Regions from separate parts of the Mus musculus genome. Here regions 1, 3, 4 and 5 are each linked to region 2. The links are chromatin contacts, called in public Hi-C and HiChIP or PLAC-seq maps. All regions are on one chromosome and are shown on one strand. The core of a region is the stretch at or near the end of the contact, and the rest is flanking DNA. Distances in the headings are between cores, read along the strand shown. Region 1 has its middle 33 kb from the start of Gm35333. Region 2 has its middle 21 kb from the start of Gm5084. Region 3 overlaps A530065N20Rik (RIKEN cDNA A530046M15 gene). Region 4 has its middle 25 kb from the start of Gm35333. Region 5 has its middle 17 kb from the start of A530065N20Rik.

Region 1 (3,154 bases), core at 280-2,779, 240 kb before region 2:
GAATCAGTCACTCACACGGTACAGATACATACATGTAAGCAAACATTCACACCCACAAAATAATGATGAAAATCACAGCTGTTATGAGGGTAACCAACTGAGTTTTAAAGTTGGATACAAGGCCCACTTTGTAGGTGGGAGCTCGTGTCCAACAGTGTGGGCCTGGTCAAAGACCCATGGCTAGGGGAGCCATTGGCTCTAGGGATGAGCCTTCTAGGTTTATTTTGCTAAGCTTATTTGTTAAGCTGCATCTTAATAGTTATGCTTGCTCTGTAGTCTAGCAATATCCTCAAGTTTGTTCAAAGAAGTTTATCTTTGCAGGGAGCATTTGCTAATACAAACTCGCGGTTGGTGACAAGGTTGAGAACCAATCACTATACATGCTCAGCATTACACAAACCCCCCTTATTGTCTCCTCCACAGCTTGGAGAACATTGTGGAGGAAGCAGGAGAAAGAACTTAAGATCTGAGGGACATAAGGTGCTGTCATGAGGGCATGACATGGCTGCCACGCTCATGAACTCACAATGGCTAGAGCTGTCTGCACAAGTCTGAGCCCCCAAAACATTCAGCCATAGATGGGAAAGAGTTTCATAGGATCCCCTCCGCCCAGGGGGTGAATGGTGGTGGATGACTGCGGTGGGGGGCGGGGGGGGGGAAATAATTTTCTTCAGTGATGTAGCCACTTCTGCGTTATCCACAATTCAATGGACTCTCCACACTCTAGCCCAAGCTAATGGCGGTCACTAGAGCTGGTGGATCACAAAACAGAAACAAGAGGGATGGGGCTTGGTGGAATAGGAGGAGGGTAAGAAAGAGTGAAGGAATGAGTGTGAACAGAATGCATTATACACACGTATCAAATTGTCAAAGAATAGATTAGTAAAAATAAATTAGATCTCAGAGTCTCTCTCTCTCTCTCCCTCTCTCTCTCTCTCTCTCACACACACACACACACTTCTAGGAGGTGAATACACTTCAGTTTAAATGATAGAAACCTGGCTTTGACTTTTCTTCCTATAACTTTGGCTCCCAACCTTCTTGATGCTGCGACACTTTAATGACTTTAACGGAGCCCCTCATGTTGTGGTGACCCACAACCATACAATTATTTTAGTTGCTATTTCATAACTGTAATTTTTCTACTGTTATTAATTGTGATGCAAGTATTTTTGGAGATAAGAGGTTTGCCAAAGTGGTTGAGAACCGCTGCTTTAACTCAATATTGACTCTTCCCTGTTAAGAGAGACATCATGATGTTTATCGAAGACTCTAATGGAGTTTGGGTTGGGGGAGAGAATCTCGGTGATAATAAATTTTCATACAAATCAATTACTTTAATGCTATGAAATATTTAGTAACTCACGTCTGTCTGCCTAAAGCGGGGACAGTTAAATTATGACGAATGTGACATGTAATTCCTTGGGGACACCACTGGGTGGAGCCATTTCCACAGCAAAGATACAACAAAGATAAAATGGAAAATCGTGTTCAAGGCACAAAAGTAGCTTACTAATAAATTCTCTATGCTTCCGGTCATCTGGCCCACAAGTCTCCAAGCCGGCAATGAATGAATGAATCAATGAATGAATGAATCAATGAATGAATGAATCAATGAGTGAGTGAGTGGCTGAAAGAGGAAGCAATACAATGTAGCCAAAAGTTTAGCCAGTGGATCCTGTCTGTGGCTTTGGCTGTTTTTTGTTTTGTTTTTTGGTTTTGTTTTGTTTTGTTTTTTACACAGGGGCTGTAACAGCAGTCTAGTGGGCTGGCTGCATGGAGGGACGCAGCCCTCTGGGCCAGCTGATGTGATGAGGGAGCCAAGCTACTCCTCAGCAGGAAAAGGTCTTACACTTACATCTCAGAGCATGTCTTGGGCTGCCTAATGGAGCTGCTTCTCTTTTGTTCTTCCTTTTGCAGCTGTTTTCAAGCCTTGCATTTTAGGTGCGTGGGTGTTTGGTCTGACACATGTCTGTGCAGCATGTGCAGTGCCCGTGGAAGCTTGCAGAAGATGTTGAATTTCCTAGAACTGGAGTTATAGACACTTCGGAGCCACCTTAACAGTGCTGGGAGTCGAACTCCGGTCCTCTGGAGGAGCAGCCAGTCCTCTTACCCTCCAGGTACCTCTCGTAGGTTTTTTTTTTTTTTTTTTTTTTTTGACATATCAAATTTGACAAGTCAAATTTGTCTCCTGATTGAAAAGTTTTCACAGAGACATCATGGAGTTGGCTGGCTTACCCCAGAGTTTTCCACATTAAAATCATTTAACACAGAAACTATCAAAGATGACCAAATGAAAGGTGTCATTTATAATCCCAAGAGAGGGGTTCCCTTTGCTTAGAAGGCATTCTTTTTGGCTCTGAGAAAGGGCAGCTGAGGTCAGCTCAGGCTGCTGTACAGCCTGCTCCAGAGGCCCACACAGCCCACAGACAGAGGCCCACCCGGCCCACGGACAGAAACCCACTACCTCTGCTCATCAACTGCCACAGTGCTCTCTTTCTGATTATTTTCTTGGCTAAAAAACAGCACCAAAAGAGAGGTAATTAAAAAAAATTGACTTCTGGCAATGGTTTCCTATGCCAAGGGAAGCGAGAGAGCCCAATTTTATTGCCCCATGAGTCAGTTTTGTCTGTTACTGTAAAAAGATTGTTATGAAACTCATCAAATATTACTTCAGAGGAGAGCCAGTGTTTGTGATCTGTTCAGAAAACAAATTAATCAAGACACTTCCGGACGGGTCCTGGCTTCACTGGCTGAAGTGGTATTTACGTAGCCACCTTCCAGAACCTTCTCCCACACTTCCTTGGAAGGAAAGTTCAGGAAAACAGACTGTCTGGGACTAGAGTCAGTGCTGAATGACATGAAGAAAGCAGCCTGCCTTTCTCCAAGTTCAGCTTAGCTCAAGAGGGGACTGAGCAGCCAGATGAAGGTGCAGGCTGGGCACAGAGAACCCTGGTAGTCTGCAGGCCACACATAGATGACAGGGTCCCCAGAAGGCAAAGGCTTAGTACACAGCCCTAAGAATCAATGAAGAACCACATTTGCCAGCAAGTCCCAGAGGCCTGAGGCCTAGGAGGGGAGATAAAACCACCCTGAGCAGGATCTCTATACACCAGACAAACCGGGCCACTGTGGGTGGGGCTGTGCAGGTCAT
Region 2 (2,840 bases), core at 319-2,818:
CATCTCACTGAGGCGGGTCTGTGTCTTCAGGCTGGAGTAACTCTCCTGCTACGCTTTAACCTAGCCCCTCAAAGTCAAGTCTGGTCCCTCCCCACAAACCTACCACCTTCCAAAGTACTACTGAACCAGACATCTGAGCCCCAGGAGCTGCATGTACCATGTTCCCGTGCTGGTGAACAGGTCACCTAGACTCTACGAATGCCTTCACCTTCCAACCTTCATGGTTGGCCAGAGAGGGGAGGTCTGAGTGTGGGGGTGGAAGTTGGGTTGAGGCACATTGATCATTACATCTTCCCATTGACCACTGCCTGCGAAACTCTTCCTACTGCAGACGCCTGTTTGGGAATTCTCTGTGCCAAGGAATGATATAGGAGGAATACATTTCAAAAAGCAAACATCAAAGTACCCTCTAGCAAGTTTCTATGGGGACCAAGAATGAGATTTTGCGGACCAGTAAAGCTTCAGAGATAGGAAGCTTGAGTTCATCATTGCACCTTTATGCTGCCCATCAGCTGTTGAGGGATGGCTCTCCTCTGCACTCCTTATCTGTTCATCACATGGCCTGCTAAGGGTTTGGTGGTAAAGGAAAGTCAGCACACTGTCAGTGTGTGGTGGCACGGATGGCCATCTTGACTTCCCCTAAGTTCTTGTCTGGACCAGCACACCTCGACCTATCAGATGGGAACTGAGAAGCAGACTGCTCCAGGCCTCTGTGGTCCAGCCTATGAGAGGAAAGAAGAGATTGAGGATGGCCCTGAACAGCAGGGAGCATCACACACATCCCCCGGAAGTCGCAGCTCAAACTTTGCACCATGCCTGAGAATGAGTTTGCCCACAGCGTCTGGCGAGCAAACAAATACAGAAACTCTTCAAACTTCACTGGAGTGGAGGGGTGGGTGCCGGGATGGTGTTATACACCTTATCAAAAGCTCAAATTGATTCAGATCCAATTAGAACCACTTTTGTCAAAATCCCAAAGATGTCAAAAGACACGGAAGCAACAGAAAGATGGAAACTGTCTCCAGCAGCCAGCACACGGTACCCACGGCTTTCTTTTGTCCACCCCTGCCCCCACCCCCACCCCCTAGCTCTCTCTTGTTTTCATCCACAGCCTCTCCAGAGCAGCCTTGGAAGACCTTGGACGACCACAGGGTAGGATAACATCTCCCTCTGAAATCCAGAGAGCAGCTGGTTTTTTACTCAGCAGCAAACAGGAATGCCATTTCCTTACTTCTCCAGACATGCTTGCACCATAGAAATAGCCGGGTCGAAGGACTGAGTATTTCTATGCACAGGCTCCTTCTTTTTTTTTTCCACAGACTTCTAACTTAATAAGGAACGGCTGGATACTGTAACTTTTTGGCAGAGAGAGGGAAAAAAAAGAGAAAAGGGGAGAGAGCCAGAGGGGAGGGGAAAAGAGAGGGAGGGAGGGAAGGGAAAGGGGGGGGCTCTTTTTCAAGACGGAATTGTTTACGATCTTTGTCTGGCTGGTGCCACCTGACCCCCTGGGAAGGGTAGAGTTTCTCCACATCCATCACGCCTACAGAGGGCTGTGTCAGGAGCCCGGAGGCCCTCCCCCTGCCCATCTATGACTGATGAATCACTGCAGTGCTCTGAGACACCCAGGCTGGACTGGAGAAGGTACATTCCCACCTCGCTCAGGACACTGTTGCTTTTGTGAGCACACTCCTCCCTTGTCTCTGCATCTCCCGCCTCTCATCTCATCTCTGCGGAGACCTACCTATGCAAGGGGTTGCTTTTCCCAAAATGTCGCCGGAAACCATCAGCATTCCAATGTGAGCAAAATGGCTGTGCCTGTAATAAACTGGGGCCTAGCCATTAAGGTATCAGGATCCCAAAGAGCATTTTGCAACACAGAGAGGCTGATGTCAGGCCTGACAAGATAGTTATCTGGTAAGAGCACAGACATTTCTCCAACCTGGCTCTCCACCCAGGAAAACACTGTGAATGGCTTAGGCTTTGGCTTTCTCTGGGAGCTCAGTTTCTAGCATGTTGGCAGAGCTCCAGCCTGATTTATAAACCTTCTGAAGCTCCCCTGCTTATCTGTCAAAGTGAAATTTAGATAAAGTTCCTCTGCAAGTAGAGATCAGGCCCAGCTGAATTGCAGCCATTAAATAGGCCTGGAAACTCCCTGTCAAGCACCGAAGCCAGCTCATCTTAGTATTGCATAGAAGAATCTTGAAGAACTACGGCACCGGGTCACACTATTTCATCTCTAAGAATCCCACCCCCGAAATTAATAAAGGCATTCTTTACTATCACATCTGATAAAGTGTCGAAGATTGCTGAATGGCCCTCAGTTCTTCCCAAGAATTACAACAGTTCTGGAAAGTCCTTTACATACATAAACACACACACACACACACACACACACACACACACACACACACACCATATACCAGAAACTGCAAAGTAGGCTTGAGTCCAAAACTAGAGCATGCAGAGCTGTCCTGAGACAGTGACAGCCAGAGGAAACTGGTCCTATCTAAAGGTCACTCACTGTCCCATACCCCGTACACAAGTACACAAGTCTGACACTTAATGTTTTTAAGAAAAGTCATCGATTCCGATGCTTGGGTGCAAGCTTTGAATGGTAGCCTCCGATTCAGCTTCAAGCCAAACAACATGTATGCAGAAGGATCTATCTATTACATAGTATGGAGGTATGACTCTTAGCAATTCACAGTGTTTCTAAACGATTACAAAAGTGTGACATTCCACAACATGGATAAATGATATGCATGAGATGGTAACATTAATTACCTTAGTTTGATCATTAAACAGTGCATATGTATGTCTAAGTTATCAAACTGCACCCC
Region 3 (2,956 bases), core at 42-2,541, 160 kb after region 2:
AACCTTGTCTCAAAAGACAACGAAGAACTAGGGATCTGGCTCTTCAGAGTAAGAGTGCTGCCTGCTCTTCTAGAGGCCACATGGGATTCAATGCTGTCTACTCTCTGCTATGGACTTTTCCACATATGTGGCATATACACACACATACACACACACACACACACACACACACACACACACACACACACACAAAGCAAATAAATCTTTAAAAACAAAAGGGAAAAACTATACATAGCATTAGCAGGAGAGATCTACTTTACATAGCCCTGGTGTTATTTTTTTGGAATGACTGCCTCCTTGGGTAGAAAGGAGGTTATCTGAGGTCTACATTCATGTATATACATGTGCACACATGTATACATGTGTACACATACATGCACATGTACCCACATGCTCACATACACACTGTGCTGTTATTTCACTTCATTCATAAATCTGAATCAAACATCAATGTAACTCAAAGGCACATTCAGTCACAGACACAGGCCACCACATAACTCAATCAGGCAAGCTGGACCAGGCAGGGGAGGAAGGGATACAAAAAAAAAAAAAACCAGTCCCTTTGGTGACCATTTTTTTTTTTTGCCTATTAACCACATATGTTGACTTTGTGTGAGGAACTAGAGAGTCCAATCACCACAAACATGAGGGTTAAAAGACACTTGGCAGCCTTTCACAATGAATTAAATCAAGCAAGCCCGGGCCTGGGGAAGAGTGTAGCTCAATTGGTAGAATGCACCAAGCCCCGGATTTGATCCCCAGTACTGAATAAAAAGGCCACAGAGCACCTGTCTGGAACCTCAGCACTCAAGAGGTAGAGGCAAGAAGATCAGAAGTTCAAGGCCACCCTCGGCTACAGAGCAAGTTTGAGTCCAGCTTGGGCTACATGAGACTTTTTTTTTCCTCAAATTAAACAGAAAGATAAATTCAACTTAGTGAGCATGTACCCAGCTCTCCAGCTTCCTAGACTCTCCTTACAGGTTAGGTAGAGGATGTTTCTGACGTGTAAAAGCTTTTCCCCTTATCCAGCTGTAAAGATAACCAGTGCTCCCTCTAGTTATAATTATGCTGACTCTGAGGCCCAATCACTGGGTCACTTGATCTGAGAGTCAAGGAAATGGTTTGTTGGCCGTAAGACCCAGAGAAGGAAGAGAGCTAGGGCTTCTGCTCTGCTTTCCCAGACCTGAGGCAATGCTGGCTCTCCCAGCTCACTGGAGCCTCCTGGCTTAGCAAGCTGCAAGCTGAACCCTGGAGGCCTTTCCCTCCTTGCCCTCTCCCCATGCTTCCATCCAGGCACAGTGTTTAACTCTCTTGGCTCTCTGGTGCCCACGCAGGGCAGTGACGGTATGTCACTTTTCACTTTGGGGCATGCGTTCCTTATTCCCCAATTACCCCAGTAACCTAAAGAGGGGAGAGAACCCACGAAGAGTGACAGTGACCATCTGGAATGCATAACGCGGCCGGATCTGCAATGGATTACATGGTCTGGAAAGTGGCTGGGCGAATTCCAGGGAGCTCAGATAGACTTCAAAGTCTGACCACACATCAGTGAGACTGCCGATCTGCTCTGATATTTAAAGTGAGTGTACATGAGTGAATTTATTACACTTTTTATCTCCCAGGCTCAGATGGGGAAACAGGATCATAGGCAAGTTTGCCTTTAATTTCACGCTACACTTTCCCCCTAGATTTTAGGGGTATTACCCCCCCCCCACCTCCTTAATGTAGCACTGTTCCTGACTTTTTTCATTTGGGACTGGCACATACCTTCCTTATCTCTACTATGTCAAAAAATGGACTCAAGGCTATGGACAACATAGCTGGGCAGGGTCATCTCGTTGAGAGATGTTTTAAATTGGGGAGGGGGTGTCTCAGTTCCAAAGTACATATAGCTTCATGTAAGTTCACAGTCTCTCTCTCTCTCTCTCTCTCTCTCTCTCTCTCACACACACACACACACACACACACACACACACACACACTCCTGCTCTCTAAGTCAAAGGTGGAGGTCTGAAGGTCTGAGTCCTGCCTGCAGAAACGTCCTTTGGATGATCCACTCTGCAGGTTGACAGCCTGCAGATACCTGCAAGCATCTCCTCAGTTGGACCAACCTGGCTGCTTCCCACATCATGCAAACTTACTATGGCCCACGAAGAGGCTCAGCAAATGTGACCCGATCCCATGGCAACCCTACTATGACACCCCTCTATGACACCCCTCTACCTCCCAGAGCAGTTGCCCCTCTTCTGCCACACTCTGTTGGGTGTCTTTGGGACTAGGAAGAGAGGAAATGTTTTTCATATGCACATGAAGGCTAGAAACGGGCTCCAAAGGTTGGGTCAATGTCATCTCAATAGCCACCAGCGTAAGCTCTCTCTTCACTGTGCCAAATGTACACTTGAACTCCTTTGGGTTTATAGGTTAATGAAGACATTGCAATGTGGCTGAAATTCCTATGAATGAGTTCACTGTGCAAAACAGTTTGGAGGCTCCCAACATAAGCAAATGTAAAACTAAAGAGCACAGCACATCGTACCCTCCTCTGAGCACCCACAGACAGAAAGAGGGATCAGCATGTCCCATGGATGTCATAGAACCGCCGTCACTGCATCAGCCAGCTTTCAGTTCAGGTGACAAAATGCCTGAGGAGGTCAGCCTGTGGGGAGAAAAGATCAATTCGGCACCTAGTTCCTTTGACTTCAAGACACAGTCACTTGGCTCCACTGTTCTGGAGTCTTGTGGTGAGAAAGAACTTATTGTGGAAAAGAGCTGGGGGATGCTCAACTTGTGGCAGCCAGGAAGCAGAACAAGGGGGGGGGGGTGTCTGAGGCTCCAGTATCATCTTCAAGGACAAGCCCCTGATGACATAACCTTCTTCCACTGGACCAAAGCCCCACACTGGTACACCACCATCAGCAGTACTGGAGGCTGCAGCCAGAGACACTGAGAATACAAG
Region 4 (3,222 bases), core at 460-2,959, 180 kb before region 2:
ACCTTTGATCACAAATGCAAAGATCATTCCTCCTCAGTCTTGCGTCTGCTGCTGTTTCTAGGCCTGGTCTCAAAGTCCAACAAGCTTGTGTTTTGTAAGATTGCTTTTTCATGACTGAGTCTTTGAGAAGGAAGGGCCAAAAAGGTAACGAACTCCAGTCTGTCTTCGGTGAGCTGCACCTGCCTAAAGCATTTCCACACTCCCACTCTAATGGCGACTTACCTTTCTTAATGACCATGGAAGATTGTAGTTTCTCTTTGTTGTAACTGGAATGCTAAAGCTGAACAGCCCTGATATGAAGATCTGAAATCAATATACTCCAGTCCCCTAAAACGTCCTGAGGACCCACACAGCCTTCCAAGATCGGTATAGGTTGGGACATTTTGCACTTTTGATACTTTGGGTTAGGTGTGTTCAACTGCAATGCCCACTTTCTGTTCCTGTACCTTTTTGGATAAGGGTTATATAGTCAATCCTGCATTTATCTTTATAGTTTTACTTTTCTTTTTTTAAGGACCTATATTCAATAAGGAGAAGCTCAGTATTCCAATGGTGGAGGCTGCCAAGGGATCATGTGGTTTAACCCTCAGTTTTCCAGAGGAGGAAGCCAAAGTAGCAGGAGGAGAAGAACCTTTCCCAAGTCTCAAAGCATCCTTTATTAAGGCTCGTGGCCGCCTGCTTGCACAATCTCCGAGCTGCTTCTCTTCCCCTTATTATCACAGTAGGAAAGAGAATCACTAAGATGTAATTTTACTCCTAGTTATGTGTGCACATGTGCATTTGTGCGTGGGTTTGTGCAGGTACACAAGTACCTGGATGTTAGAAGATGGTGCTGGGTCCCCTGGAGCAGAAGTTGTGAGACTTGGGTGCTGGCAACCAAACCCAAGTCCCCTGGAAGAGCAGAAAGCATTCGTAAGCACCGAGCTCTTGATCTAACCTCAACTCTCTGCTTACTATAAATAGCCCTTTAGAGAAGAGATTGTCAAATGAAAGCATTTTAAAAATCCAAATATTCTCATCACAGTAGTATGAGTTTATTCACAGACCCACAGACAGACAATGAAGTGGTCACCAGAAGATATGATGTGGCCTCCTTAGGCCTTGGTTCTCTTGTGCCCTAGGATCTCTGTGTCCAGTCACCAGTAGATTCAGGGATGGGCATTTAGAGAAGGCCTGTGAGACCCGGTGGGGTAGGAGATGGCTTGCAGTTTACAGGCCTGTGCAGGCTTCATCTCCAGTACTGGTTTTCTAACACTGCCCTTCCAGTTGGCATCTGCCTGTTCTCAGTTGTGGCTGTGTGGGGGAGGTAGAAGCGCGTGCTTCCAAGCCCTTGGGGATGCAGTAATGAGAACCATGTGTACACGGAATGCTGAAGGAGCCACACCTGGGACGTATTCAACCCATGACAGACACCCGTGTGGCCAAAAAAAAAAAAAAAAAAAAAGCCAGTGCCTTTTGACTGTGCCTGTTTTATGAAAATATGCAAGCAAACACACACACACACACACACACACACACACACACACACACACACACACACCGATAAAATTGCTGTGGAATCTAAGATTTATGTGTGATTTCTCCCTTCCCTCCCTTTCTCCCCCTCCCTCTCTTTCTTTTGTCTCCATAAATTGCAAAAGGCTTGGCCGCACTTAGACCAAGGAGAGCCAGGGAAAGAGCAAGCCTGAGTCAGAAGGGAAAATCAGCTCTCTTCTGCCTGGCGCACACCCCCTTCCTTCCCCCAGGGACTCTCAAGTTACCTTCCTAATGAAAAACAGGCCTTTCAAAAAATGACTTGAGACCAAATGAAAAACGATTCGCATCTGAGCCTCGGCTGTTGGGGATGGGCCCTAGGATTTATGACGAGGAATTTTGTGGCTCCCTACCCCGCCATCCAAGTCCTGGAATTACTAGGAATATGGGGATAAGAGAGACTGGCTGTAACTAATTCCATCAACAACAAACAGACAAACAAAACCAACCAAACAAAAAGCAACATCAATAACAAAAAAACCCATATACTGACTCTGCATGAACCATGTTTTCGCTCATTTTGCTATGAACACGCGAATAAGCGATCTCCTGCTGCTCTGGACTCCAGGATCCCAAAGTTCTGGGTATCGTTCAAAGCAGAGGGGTGGGGACAGAGGGCTTGCAGGGTGAACACTGCCTGCTGCTGGTTTGGCTGAAGGTGCCCATTAAGACGGCTATTGGTCTGTCCCACTCTGCCTCCTGCCTTGGGTCCCCCCTATTTCTTGAATTGTGTTCAGTAACAGCCCTCTGGTAAGTATACCACTGGCTTCCTGTATACCCTTGTTCCCTGGTGTTATCCTTAGGGCTTTATTGCTGTGAAGAGACACCATGACCACAGCAACTGTTATAGAGAACATTCAATTGGGGCTGGCTTACAGTTCAGAGGTTCAGTCCATCCTTGTCATGGTGTAAGAAACATGGTGGAAGGCAGACAGACAGAAATGGTGCTGGAGAAGGAGCCGAGAGTTCTCTATCTGGATCCACAGACAGCAGGAAAAGCAAATGACCCACGCCCGACCTAGCTTGAACATCTGAGACTTCAAAGCCAGCCCCTGCCGTGACACACTTCCTCCAAGGCCACACCTCTGAATAGTGCCCCTCCCTATGGGTCAAACATGCAAACACACAAGTCTGTGGGGGCCATTCCTACTCAAACCACCAGGAAGCTGGCATTTCCTGAATTGTGCCATCTCAGCCATCCTGCCTGTACAACCTCACCATCCCAGGTCTCCTTCTTCTTTTTCCCTAAGTGGGTTTCTGCCTCTGCCAGGTGCTGCTTCCCTGTGTGAAGGACCAATTCTGCCCCACTGTAGTATGGAAGGAAGCATCTCTGGTACCCACAGGCCCTAAACTCCTTGGATGAAGGGAATATATCCATTGTCTCTGAAACCCCAGCTGTGTTCAGGAACTCCAGTGTAATCATTAAGGTTCGCTTTTCCTATGGCTCAGATGTCTATGCTCTAGTGTTTGCTTATTCTTTTAGGTAGCGTCTCATACCCACCCCAACAAGGGATAATCAATCCAGGGTCATTATCTCTAGCTCATCCAGAATGACAAAGAGCAAGATACTTCCTTCTGGACTCACTCACTCCTGGGATGTCTCTGGCTGGCAAAAGTGAGTCGGGCACCTTCTTCCACCCATTCTGTGGCTCTGTGGATTATGTGCCTTGATGCCCAGGTTAGTGACAT
Region 5 (2,823 bases), core at 21-2,520, 210 kb after region 2:
CCACTGCATTGCTCAGTGAATCATCACAAGGGTGTGTGGGTATGCTTGGTACAGACCTGATCTTTTGGAATATTGTCATGCATGCTTGACTGAACCTGAGAACGTGGAACCTATTGATGCAGAGGACCAACTCTGTATTTGCCCCTCCTCCAACAGGTAGGCGCTGAAGTGCAGCCTTCCACGGGTCAGACTTTATCCCACAAACCCTTTCTTCAAGCCTGGAATTACTCACAAGGATTGCCTCTACAAGCAGTGCACACAAAGGAGCCTGCTGTGATATGAGCGACCCTCCATTCATCCTCCTCCTGGATATTCACTCTGGAAACCTTCTAATCTAAGCGCTGCCTACCCATAACAAAGCTGTACCTGTTTCAAAGGCCCCAAGTACCCATAACCTCTTGAGAATGATAGCAAGACCCAGCTTTGGCTCTGGATATCACCTACCTCCCTATGCTGTGACTAATTGAGTCTCAGCATAAAACAGCTAACCAAGGCTCTCTGGATTAGACACAGTCTGTATTGCACAGACTTCGGCTGTGTGGGCAACGCAACATTTAAAAATTTGAAGAATATGATATAAAACACTCCCGTGTTACAAAAGTGAGGGGTAAGTCAACTAGGAGGTTGGATTTGTTGCATGTGTTCTTCTTAGAGATTAGACAGGCCCGTCTTTGAGATAATGGCTCATAGAAGATTCTCAGTAAACATTTGAAGGACTGTGAGAGTGCATGACACTGCTGTAGGTACTAGGGGTGCTTGTCATTGGCTTCTAAACAACTTGTCACTGACCGAGTGAATAGGTAATGAAAGCCAACCTGAATCATGCTCTTCGTTTCCAAGGGTCCTGGGGACCCCATCTTTCGATACCATTCTGGATCAGCTCTCTGGGGGGGTCAGTAATTAGCAAAGTGGAGGAACACAACAGTCTCAGTCACATGCTAGTGGAACAGTGGAGAGTTGGAAAGAGCCAAAGGCACGTTTAGCATGCTCTGAGGAGCATCCTACCCCTGTTTGCATTAGAGCTCACACCCCATGAGTATATTTTGGAGCAGTTGTCCCTGTCAGCTTGGGCCATCTGTTCTTAATATGTCTTTGGCTTTGACCCGCACATTACTAAGCTGGGAAACTGAGCGGCTGGTGACTTCACTGGTGCACGCGAGGGGCCGAGTTGGGAAAGTCGTCATTTGGTAGGGTTGAATATTTCAGCTGTGGCCACAGCTGTTCACAGGGCCCAGGAATGAGACAAGCTTGGTTTGCTCAGTGTGAATACATAATCTCTCCCCCTCTGTTTCTCTCCCTCCCTTCCTCCTTCCCTCCCCGCACCCTTCTCTATTCTCCTCTGTTCCGTGTTTCATGAGGACGGGTGAAGCCTGGTGGGTTAGATCTCTATCCTTTACAGAAGGACACGGTTGGCACGGAATTGGTGCTGACTCGTGGGATAGAAGGGGGATAACAGAAGTTGTTTCTGTCTGTTGCTGCTCCCCCACACTGGACTGAATTACATTGAGAGAAAGATGTGAGCATAACTTCCTGGCTCGGTAAAGGATATCACAGGGTCTGATAGCTGGAGCTTGGAGATCATCGGAACCAATTTTTTTTCAGTCTTAACCACAAAGGGGCAGTTGCTTCTTCAAGGTCACCTGTTTGGAAGGCAGCAGGCCCAGACTCAAATCCAAACTTCTGACTCCTTCAGATCGGGTTTTCATTGCCAAGTAGTCTTAGAATTTAACACTGCTAAGAATCTAGGCCCTGATTTCCCAAGCTATGGCTAGGGAGTATGAACAGTAATGGAAAAAGAGGTCACTCCCTGGAAGATTTGAGCAAATCAGTTAGATTTGGGGAGTCCCTTCCCTTTAAGTGACAGATTAAAAGAAAAAAAAAGTATGATCTTATTTACATGGTGATCTGAAGAAGCTGAATAACACAGTGGCTGTCAGAAGCAGAAGAGGGGTGGGGAAGTGGGTAAGGGGACAGAAAAAGAGTGGTCAGAGAGTACAAAATAAAATGGCAGGCAGATCTTACGAATTTGATTTGTATCGCACAGCAGGGTGACAATGGCTGACAATATTCCATTGACTATTCCTGAGTATCTGGAAAGGCAAATGCTGCAAGCATTCATACCACAAATGAACAACTATGTGAACTGATCCATACACTGGACACCGATCCCTACACAGACCTCCAACACCATACCACGCACCAAAAACACATGCATGTATTATGACATGCACTAACTATAACACAACAAAGAGCTGAGGGTATAGTTCAGTGATAAATATTTGTGTAGCCCTCTCAGGGGCCCTAGGCCAATTCTCAGCTCTTTGAGAAAAAAGTAAATAAAGAAACATTTTAACATTTTACAACTTGTGAATCTGAACCAAGCAAATGTGATGCTGGAGCTGGAGACTCAGCTCAGTGGCTCAGAGCATGTGGTCCTCTCCCAGAGGACCCTCACTCTGTATCTCCAGTTCCAGGAGATCCAATGACCTCTTTTGGCCTCTGCAGACAGCTGCACTCATGTGGATAAACCCACACAGATGCACATGCATACGTAGTTAAAAATAAATCACTTTTTAAAAAATGTGTGATGCTCTTTGTCTTCCGTGTCTCACCATTTCTAAGGAAGATGAAACTCTAGATCACAGAAGTATCTAGCAGGAAATGATCTCTACTTCCAGTCCCATTTTCTTGTTCTTATTTGCAAGATCTTGAAACGGAAATCACCAGCCGTTCAGCCCCTTGCTCTCTTCCCTGTCTGCCTTCCACATAGGTTTTGTTTTGTAGTGCTGGAGATTGAACCCAAGCCTCCTGTGTGCAAGGTGA

Evidence for each region. Hi-C and Micro-C count contacts between places; a contact is called where the count stands out from the background. HiChIP or PLAC-seq counts read pairs in DNA pulled down with a chosen protein or histone mark.
Region 1: a contact with region 2 is called in an H3K27ac HiChIP or PLAC-seq map of the NIH/3T3 cell line, with 6 times the contacts expected there. The contact joins two enhancer-like sites. A contact is called at or near these places in 5 of 39 promoter capture datasets (the 3T3-L1 cell line, cranial neural crest, frontonasal cranial neural crest and 2 more), 1 of 15 datasets of contacts at CTCF or cohesin (the NIH/3T3 cell line), 10 of 484 Hi-C or Micro-C datasets (the 3T3-L1 cell line, the N1E-115 cell line, brown adipocytes and 4 more), 2 of 115 datasets of contacts at active chromatin or transcription factors (the NIH/3T3 cell line and fibro-adipogenic progenitors) and 1 of 9 other capture datasets (embryonic stem cells).
Region 3: a Hi-C map of cranial neural crest shows a contact between it and region 2, with 1.8 times the contacts expected there. The contact joins two enhancer-like sites. A contact is called at or near these places in 2 of 484 Hi-C or Micro-C datasets (cranial neural crest and nephron progenitors) and 1 of 9 other capture datasets (embryonic stem cells).
Region 4: a Hi-C map of the C2C12 cell line shows a contact between it and region 2, with 1.6 times the contacts expected there. The contact joins two enhancer-like sites. A contact is called at or near these places in 4 of 39 promoter capture datasets (cranial neural crest, frontonasal cranial neural crest, maxillary cranial neural crest and 1 more), 1 of 15 datasets of contacts at CTCF or cohesin (the NIH/3T3 cell line) and 2 of 484 Hi-C or Micro-C datasets (the 3T3-L1 cell line and the C2C12 cell line).
Region 5: a contact with region 2 is called in a Hi-C map of uterus, with 2.6 times the contacts expected there. The contact joins two enhancer-like sites. A contact is called at or near these places in 1 of 39 promoter capture datasets (second pharyngeal arch cranial neural crest), 2 of 484 Hi-C or Micro-C datasets (the N1E-115 cell line and uterus) and 1 of 115 datasets of contacts at active chromatin or transcription factors (fibro-adipogenic progenitors).

Annotation. Positions count from the first base shown.
Region 1 is chr13:60,466,681-60,469,834 of GRCm38.p6, reverse strand. No RefSeq gene overlaps it. Among named protein-coding and RNA genes, the nearest start is that of Gm35333, 33 kb to the right of the region's middle. Within about 2 kb of position 1,529, at least 41 of the 459 cell types and tissues checked have an H3K27ac peak or open chromatin away from gene starts, as enhancers often do. A contact at or near this core is called in the N1E-115 cell line, the NIH/3T3 cell line, embryonic fibroblasts and 1 more, where this site is marked.
Region 2 is chr13:60,225,094-60,227,933 of GRCm38.p6, reverse strand. No RefSeq gene overlaps it. Among named protein-coding and RNA genes, the nearest start is that of Gm5084, 21 kb to the right of the region's middle. Within about 2 kb of position 1,568, at least 77 of the 459 cell types and tissues checked have an H3K27ac peak or open chromatin away from gene starts, as enhancers often do. A contact at or near this core is called in the C2C12 cell line, the N1E-115 cell line, the NIH/3T3 cell line and 2 more, where this site is marked.
Region 3 is chr13:60,067,811-60,070,766 of GRCm38.p6, reverse strand. All of the region lies in intron 1 of A530065N20Rik (RIKEN cDNA A530046M15 gene), which reads right to left. Among named protein-coding and RNA genes, the nearest start is that of Gm35193, 24 kb to the right of the region's middle. Within about 2 kb of position 1,291, at least 39 of the 459 cell types and tissues checked have an H3K27ac peak or open chromatin away from gene starts, as enhancers often do.
Region 4 is chr13:60,408,383-60,411,604 of GRCm38.p6, reverse strand. No RefSeq gene overlaps it. Among named protein-coding and RNA genes, the nearest start is that of Gm35333, 25 kb to the left of the region's middle. Within about 2 kb of position 1,709, at least 98 of the 459 cell types and tissues checked have an H3K27ac peak or open chromatin away from gene starts, as enhancers often do. A contact at or near this core is called in the C2C12 cell line and the NIH/3T3 cell line, where this site is marked.
Region 5 is chr13:60,010,953-60,013,775 of GRCm38.p6, reverse strand. No RefSeq gene overlaps it. Among named protein-coding and RNA genes, the nearest start is that of A530065N20Rik, 17 kb to the left of the region's middle. Within about 2 kb of position 1,270, at least 36 of the 459 cell types and tissues checked have an H3K27ac peak or open chromatin away from gene starts, as enhancers often do. A contact at or near this core is called in uterus, where this site is marked.